Regions from separate parts of the Mus musculus genome. Here region 1 is linked to region 2. The links are chromatin contacts, called in public HiChIP or PLAC-seq maps. All regions are on one chromosome and are shown on one strand. Each heading gives the region's core, a stretch centred on a gene start, on an enhancer-like site or on the middle of the called end of the contact. The rest is flanking DNA. Distances are from core to core; before and after follow the strand shown. Region 1 overlaps Map4k4 (mitogen-activated protein kinase kinase kinase kinase 4). Region 2 overlaps Creg2 (cellular repressor of E1A-stimulated genes 2).

The links. HiChIP or PLAC-seq counts read pairs in DNA pulled down with a chosen protein or histone mark.
Region 1: a contact with region 2 is called in an H3K4me3 HiChIP or PLAC-seq map of bone marrow-derived macrophages, with 4 times the contacts expected there. The contact joins two enhancer-like sites. A contact is called at or near these places in 3 of 484 Hi-C or Micro-C datasets (bone marrow-derived macrophages, immediate neuronal precursor and nephron progenitors), 4 of 115 datasets of contacts at active chromatin or transcription factors (bone marrow-derived macrophages, embryonic basal ganglia, intestinal crypt epithelium and 1 more) and 1 of 9 other capture datasets (adipose tissue).

What each region holds. Positions count from the first base shown.
Region 1 is chr1:39,967,617-39,970,545 of GRCm38.p6, reverse strand. The region is part of intron 3 of Map4k4 (mitogen-activated protein kinase kinase kinase kinase 4); the gene reads right to left. Among named protein-coding and RNA genes, the nearest start is that of Map4k4, 68 kb to the right of the region's middle. Within about 2 kb of position 1,290, at least 48 of the 459 cell types and tissues checked have an H3K27ac peak or open chromatin away from gene starts, as enhancers often do. A contact at or near this core is called in bone marrow-derived macrophages, where this site is marked.
Region 2 is chr1:39,634,697-39,637,595 of GRCm38.p6, reverse strand. The region is part of intron 2 of Creg2 (cellular repressor of E1A-stimulated genes 2); the gene reads left to right. Among named protein-coding and RNA genes, the nearest start is that of Creg2, 15 kb to the left of the region's middle. Within about 2 kb of position 1,520, at least 75 of the 459 cell types and tissues checked have an H3K27ac peak or open chromatin away from gene starts, as enhancers often do. A contact at or near this core is called in bone marrow-derived macrophages, where this site is marked.

The DNA of each region.
Region 1 (2,929 bases), core at 41-2,540, 330 kb before region 2:
TTCAACATTTAGTAGATACACACATACAGCTACCAAAGTAAACACCTCATTTAAGGCAAAGATACAGCAGTACGCAGACTTAAGGCTGACATTTCAACCAACAATTGAACTGACAAAGTAACACAGAGGAAGCTGATGTACCATCCCATGTGTCTTCCTGCAAGTCCAAACCACTGTGTCCTTCACACTCCTCTTGAGGGGAGCCAGGGTGATCACAAATAGGGGAATCTGAGGGATGGGGCAGGAGCTCTTGGAGCAAAAGGGCTGTCTTCTGGTTTCCTCCACAGTGAGGCACTGCTGACCCCAACTCTATGAGTTAATGCAGCTGGTGCCAATTAGCAGGCTGGCCTCTGACCAACAGGAGCAACTCTCATAGACAAGTTCTTCATCTGGGGCTGGGTTCTGACAGTGGACAAGCTTTCAGTTGGCTCCCTGGCTATCAGAGAACTGATGATAGTACTGTCTGTGAGACAGACAGACCTCAGAGGTAATAACTAGGACCCAAGAAAACTGTGAAATGTTCTGAGTCTACCATCTTTCCACCAGGCTTCTTTACAAAATTAATTATCAGGCAGTGACAGCTGAACAAATGGGGGGAGGGGCGCAACTGATGGTCTTTGTGAAGCTGGAGAAAGGAGCTGATGATGTGAGCCAATGTCTCTGGCAGGTTTGTGTCCTGAGATATACAACTGAGCATGTTCCTGAAAGACAATACCTGCTTCTTCACAACAGTTTAAATCAACTGCTACTGAGCTCTGCCCTAACGGCTGCAAACTGAAAGAAAACAAAAGATTTCACCTTGCAGAGTCCGGGCAGATCCAAGAGTGTCTTACTCAGCATAAGCCATGGTAAATGTAGCACAGAATCAATTAAATTGAATCTGGTTTTGGTTCAAACATAAAAAGTTACACAACTTCAGTTCACCATACAACAAAATGTAAATGAAGATAATTTTACAGATTCTAGAAGAGGATACATTTCAGAATAAATGGAATTTATTATGGGACTGGGCCATAAGAAATGGCAGCCTTCAAAGTACCATCCTCACCCAAATCACTCAGTGCTTTAGGAAAAACTGCAACCTTGATCAAAACTAACAACATCCAAGTGATGGAGACAGAAAAACGCTCTCTCAAACACTCCAATGTTAATATTAAACTCATGCTCTTTCTTAATGTAACTGAATCCATGCCTTTCTTCTGGGAATGGCCACAGTCTCAGAGCTCTTCTCTGCCTAATGGCAGGTCTAGTCAGAGCAGTCCTCAGAGGGCCTTCTTCCTCCTTCTCTAACCAAGTTGGTTCCTTGCTGAGTCATTCAGTCAGACCTTAGTGCTCATCTGGAAGCGTGGGACAGACGTGAGACGGCACGTCTCTACAGGAAAAGCAGAACGGGCAGAGCCTCGTCCCCTCCTACATACCACTCACTCAGGGGTGACTCTGGAGGACTATGCTCCCATGAAGGAGACCATGGCCGTCACAGAAGTCAGAGCACAACTCTGGGATAAATAAAGCCCTCCAAGAAGCACAATACAAAAAAACAAACAAAAAACAAAACAAACAAACAAGCAAGCAGCAAATGCTGATCTTCCTGAACCCCAGGAAGACACTTTTTTCTAGGTCCCCAAATTACTAGGTTGTTCCAAAGTTTCATGTCAACACCTAGAAATCCTGATAGGTTCCAATTTTTAAGGCAAAATATAATATGTGTGTTTTCACCCTCAAATACTCCGTATTAATTTCCAAAAATCAAGTTCTCTACAAAAAGTGATTCCACCTGAATGTTTTCTAAAGCACAAGAACCTAGACTCTAAAATCCACAAGTTAGCAAAGCAGGATGACCTTGGCAACAGAATGTGGGTCACACATGTCTAAGTGTGTGCGTGTTAGGAACCTATCAAAATGTGGCCGTGTGTGTGAGTGTGCACGTGTTAGCTATCTGTCAGAATATGGCCATACACATTTTAAGTGTGCACATGTTATATATGTATCTACCATAACATAGCCATTCATGTGTAAGTGTGCACATATCAGGTATCTACCATGAGGGGTTAAATGCACAGAAGATAGGAAACAAGGAAGAGGAGGGTATTCTGGCAGAGACTACCTCTAGGTTAATATCTTCTTTTCTCTTCTAATTTTCCACATGGTCATACATAAGAATTAAACAGAGATTTCTGTCCGATCCTATGGTCTGCCTCCCTGTGTGTGGACATCCTGTCTCCCATCCCTGATGCTATAGGGTCACTGTCAAACCTGAAGAACCAACCACACAGCCTTGCTAGGCTAGGCCAGAAACACTACAGAAACCTCAGACCTGTTCCTTCTTGTCTGCAGTGAGTACCAATGTAGGACCATGAGCTAAGATCGGCAAGTTCCACAGGTAAGTCACTCCCGAGAGGAAGGAAGGAAGGGAGAGGCTGGCAGCTGCCCTCACTTCTCTTTCCTTGATGCCCTGAGGCTCCTTTCAGGAAGGAGCAGGCTGAGGTAAACTCCATAAGCTCCCACACTGCGCAGTACAGGAGAGAAGAACACTCTCCACTCAACAGCGTTAGCTACTCAAACAGACCAAGTGAGGACCGGCAATGAATGGGCAGCGAGCGCTGAGACAAGAGCTCCGGGGTACTGGTTAGTTCATAATGTTGTTGCACCTACAGGGTTGCAGATCTCTTTAGCTCCTTGGTTACTTTCTCTAGCTCCTCCATTGGGAGCCCTGTGATCCATCCAATAGCTGACTGTGAGCATCCACTTATGTGTTTGCTAGGCCCCCGCCTAGTCTCACAAGAGACAGCTATATCAGGGTCCTTTTAGCAAACGTTTGCTAGTGTATGCAATGGTGTCATCGTTTGGAGGCTGATTATGGGATGGATCTCTGGATATTGGCAGTCTCTAGATGGTCCATCCTTTTATCGCAGCTCCAAACTTTGTCTCT
Region 2 (2,899 bases), core at 271-2,770:
ACACAGTGGTTTTGATGTACAGTCCCTGAAGGCTGTGGTATTGATTGGCCATTTGTCCTCTTCTTGGGAGAGCTGGGTTATTTACCACTTCATTGTTGAATTCTAGAGTTTCTATCTATATTCTATATCTATATCTATAACTGTTCCTCTAAGCTAACACAGACGAGTGTGCTGGTTTTACTGCTCGCAAATGAGGACAAAAACATGATCATTCATGCTAATGTATGCAGCGCCTCCCTTTGATATTTTGGGGGTGTCACGATTGTGCCTACTTATAACCTAAACGTTTTAAAATATAGACGTTGGACTGGGGAAGTGGCCCAGCCACTGGAGCATCTGCCACATGAGCAAGAGGACAGGTTTGGATCCCCAGAACTCTTCACCGCTGGGTAGCCATGGTTCCAGCTGCAGAAGGAGGAAACAGCTGGCTGGTGAAACCCGGACTTAAGCTCTGAGTTCAGTGGACAGTGTCTGCCTCAAACAGAATAAAGGTGGAGAGGGATCAAGGAAGATGCCTAACATCCTAACCCCAGAGCATCCACACACATGTGCACACACAGGGACAAAAGGCACACACAGGTGCATATATCTCTTCCAGAGAGAAATGAAAAAAATGAGGATTCAGATCAACCTCAGTGGCCAGAGCAGACTGACTGGTCTGAGAGGGGAGGAGCCTCACGCCTCTGTGGTGCAGGATCTGAGGGGGCAGGGCAGGACCCAGCACAGAGTCTGAGAGCAATCTCTGTAATTGGAGGTAGAGCGCGGGGAGGGCATGGCTCCCACTGCCTAGAAACTGCGGCAGGGACTAAGTCACATTGCCTGCTTGTGTAACCTCCAGGCTTCTGGGTGTGTGGTGGGGCATATTTGCTCAGTAGGAATTCCATGAGCCCGACTCCCTAGAGCCATGGGTCCCTTTTAAAGCCCTGCTGCTGAGGGAAATTTTCCTTCACACATAGAAAAATATAGAGAAGGTAACATGGGTCTAATACAGGCAGTATTCAGTTGGTGAAGGCAAATCTTGCCGTATTCCAAGCCTGAATCCAGCAGCAGGCAGCTACAAAGGGAAGCCCAGAGAATCTTCATTCAGACAGTGACTTGCCCCTCACAGGAGAGTGAGTGGTTTTACCCTCCCTCCCCACCCAAGGGGCTCTACCTCCAGCTTTTCCTGGCCCATTGTGTGTGGCTGGCCAGTGTCTGTTGAATCACAAGACTTCACGGAGAATGAGTCAAGTTTCTAGCCCCAGTGAATGAGGAAATGTACGGAACCACAGTTTCCTTTGGATGCTTTTGCCAAGCTCCTGGGCTGCTTGATTTCACGCAGAGAAACTCGGAATTCTGATAGAAGCTGTGTTGTTGTTGTTGTTGTAATCTTAGGGCTGGCATCAGAAAGCAACAGCAGCTCTCACTGGACCAACATTGAGGTGTTGTCAGGGCTCTTGGCTTCTATGGCTTGTGCCCTCTGCCATACTCTGAAGCCAGGAATGGTGGCTAAGTCTTTCTCACATCCTCTCCCACAACATGACCCTTAACCTCCTTCTCCTACTTTAAAATTGTAGTCAACTGTGGCGACCTAGTTCTTTAATCCCAGCACCCAGGAAGCTGAGGCAGGAGGATTGGGAGTTCCAGGCCAGCCTAGGTAAGGTAGTGAGACTTTATATCAATACACCAATATTGAGAAGAGAAGGGGAGGAGCAAAGAAGCTGATGATTATCTAGGACCTAGTCAGACTGCCCAGGAAAAATCCCCCCTTCAATGCCGACTGATTACTAACCTCAATTCTCTCTTGCCACCTATGGTATTGTATTCACTCGCTCCAGACGTGTGAATGTGAACACCTTTGAGGGCTTGTTAGCCAGCCTATCACAGAGAAAGAAAATGATGCCAAGACAAGCTGCTACCTAATGTACACATGGAATGTTCTATAGTTACATTAGCTATATAATTTTTTTATTCTGTATGACCATCACCAATAGAGAAGGAAAAAAATCCTTATTTAAATATCCTGTTTTACTGGAGCTGTTGCCTGTACATGGGATATGTTCTTCTAGCTGGGTTGCCTTGTCTGGCCTCAGTGGGAGAGGAGGCACCTAGCCTCACAGAGACTTGAAGTGCCAGAGTCGGAGGACACCCAAGAGACCCCACCCACTCAGAGGAGAAAGAGGCATGGGGGAAGGATTGTGGGAGGCAGTAATCAGGAAGGGGCAGTAATAAGTAAATAAGTAAAAGTGAATAAGTAAAAAATTAAACTAAATTAAAAATAAATATTATTCTGTGGTGACTTACTTAAGAGGGCTAATTCCATTGCTTTGTTCAAGAGAGATTTTGTAGAAGAAATTGGCTTTAACTGTGAACAGATAAAGCTGATGATGTTCTTGTGTGGACAAATTCTAGTTACTTGTAATGCTTGTAGAGTCATTTCTCACTTGCTGGTTGTGTTTATTTTCTCCTGTGTGTCTCGGGGCTGGTTCATTTGTTTGTTTTAACAACTTGCTGAGTAGATTCCATTTTTCTTGCAATTGCATTCTGTGATTCCTTTATCTTAGCCCACGAGAAAAATTCCCAACTCAGCAACTAGACTTTTGCCATGTTGAAAACACCGACGGTAACACTTCTGGATGGAACTCGATGTTCCCCCCATGCAGCAATGTGTCTGAATACGTGTGTGCGGTCACTATTACCCTCTCTTGTTAGGACTCCACTGGGTGTGTGATAAAGAGAAGCTTCCAGGCAGGTAGAGGCAAGTCTCTTAAGTCTAAGCTAAGCATGTATGTGGCTTGACAGAGGCATCTTTCTCAAGATATTAGCATAACGTGATGGATGAGTCTGAGTGTGGGAGAGTCACGCCCCCAGACAGCTGTTTTATACCTGCCGTTAGTGTTACAAGTAGTTGTCAGCGTTT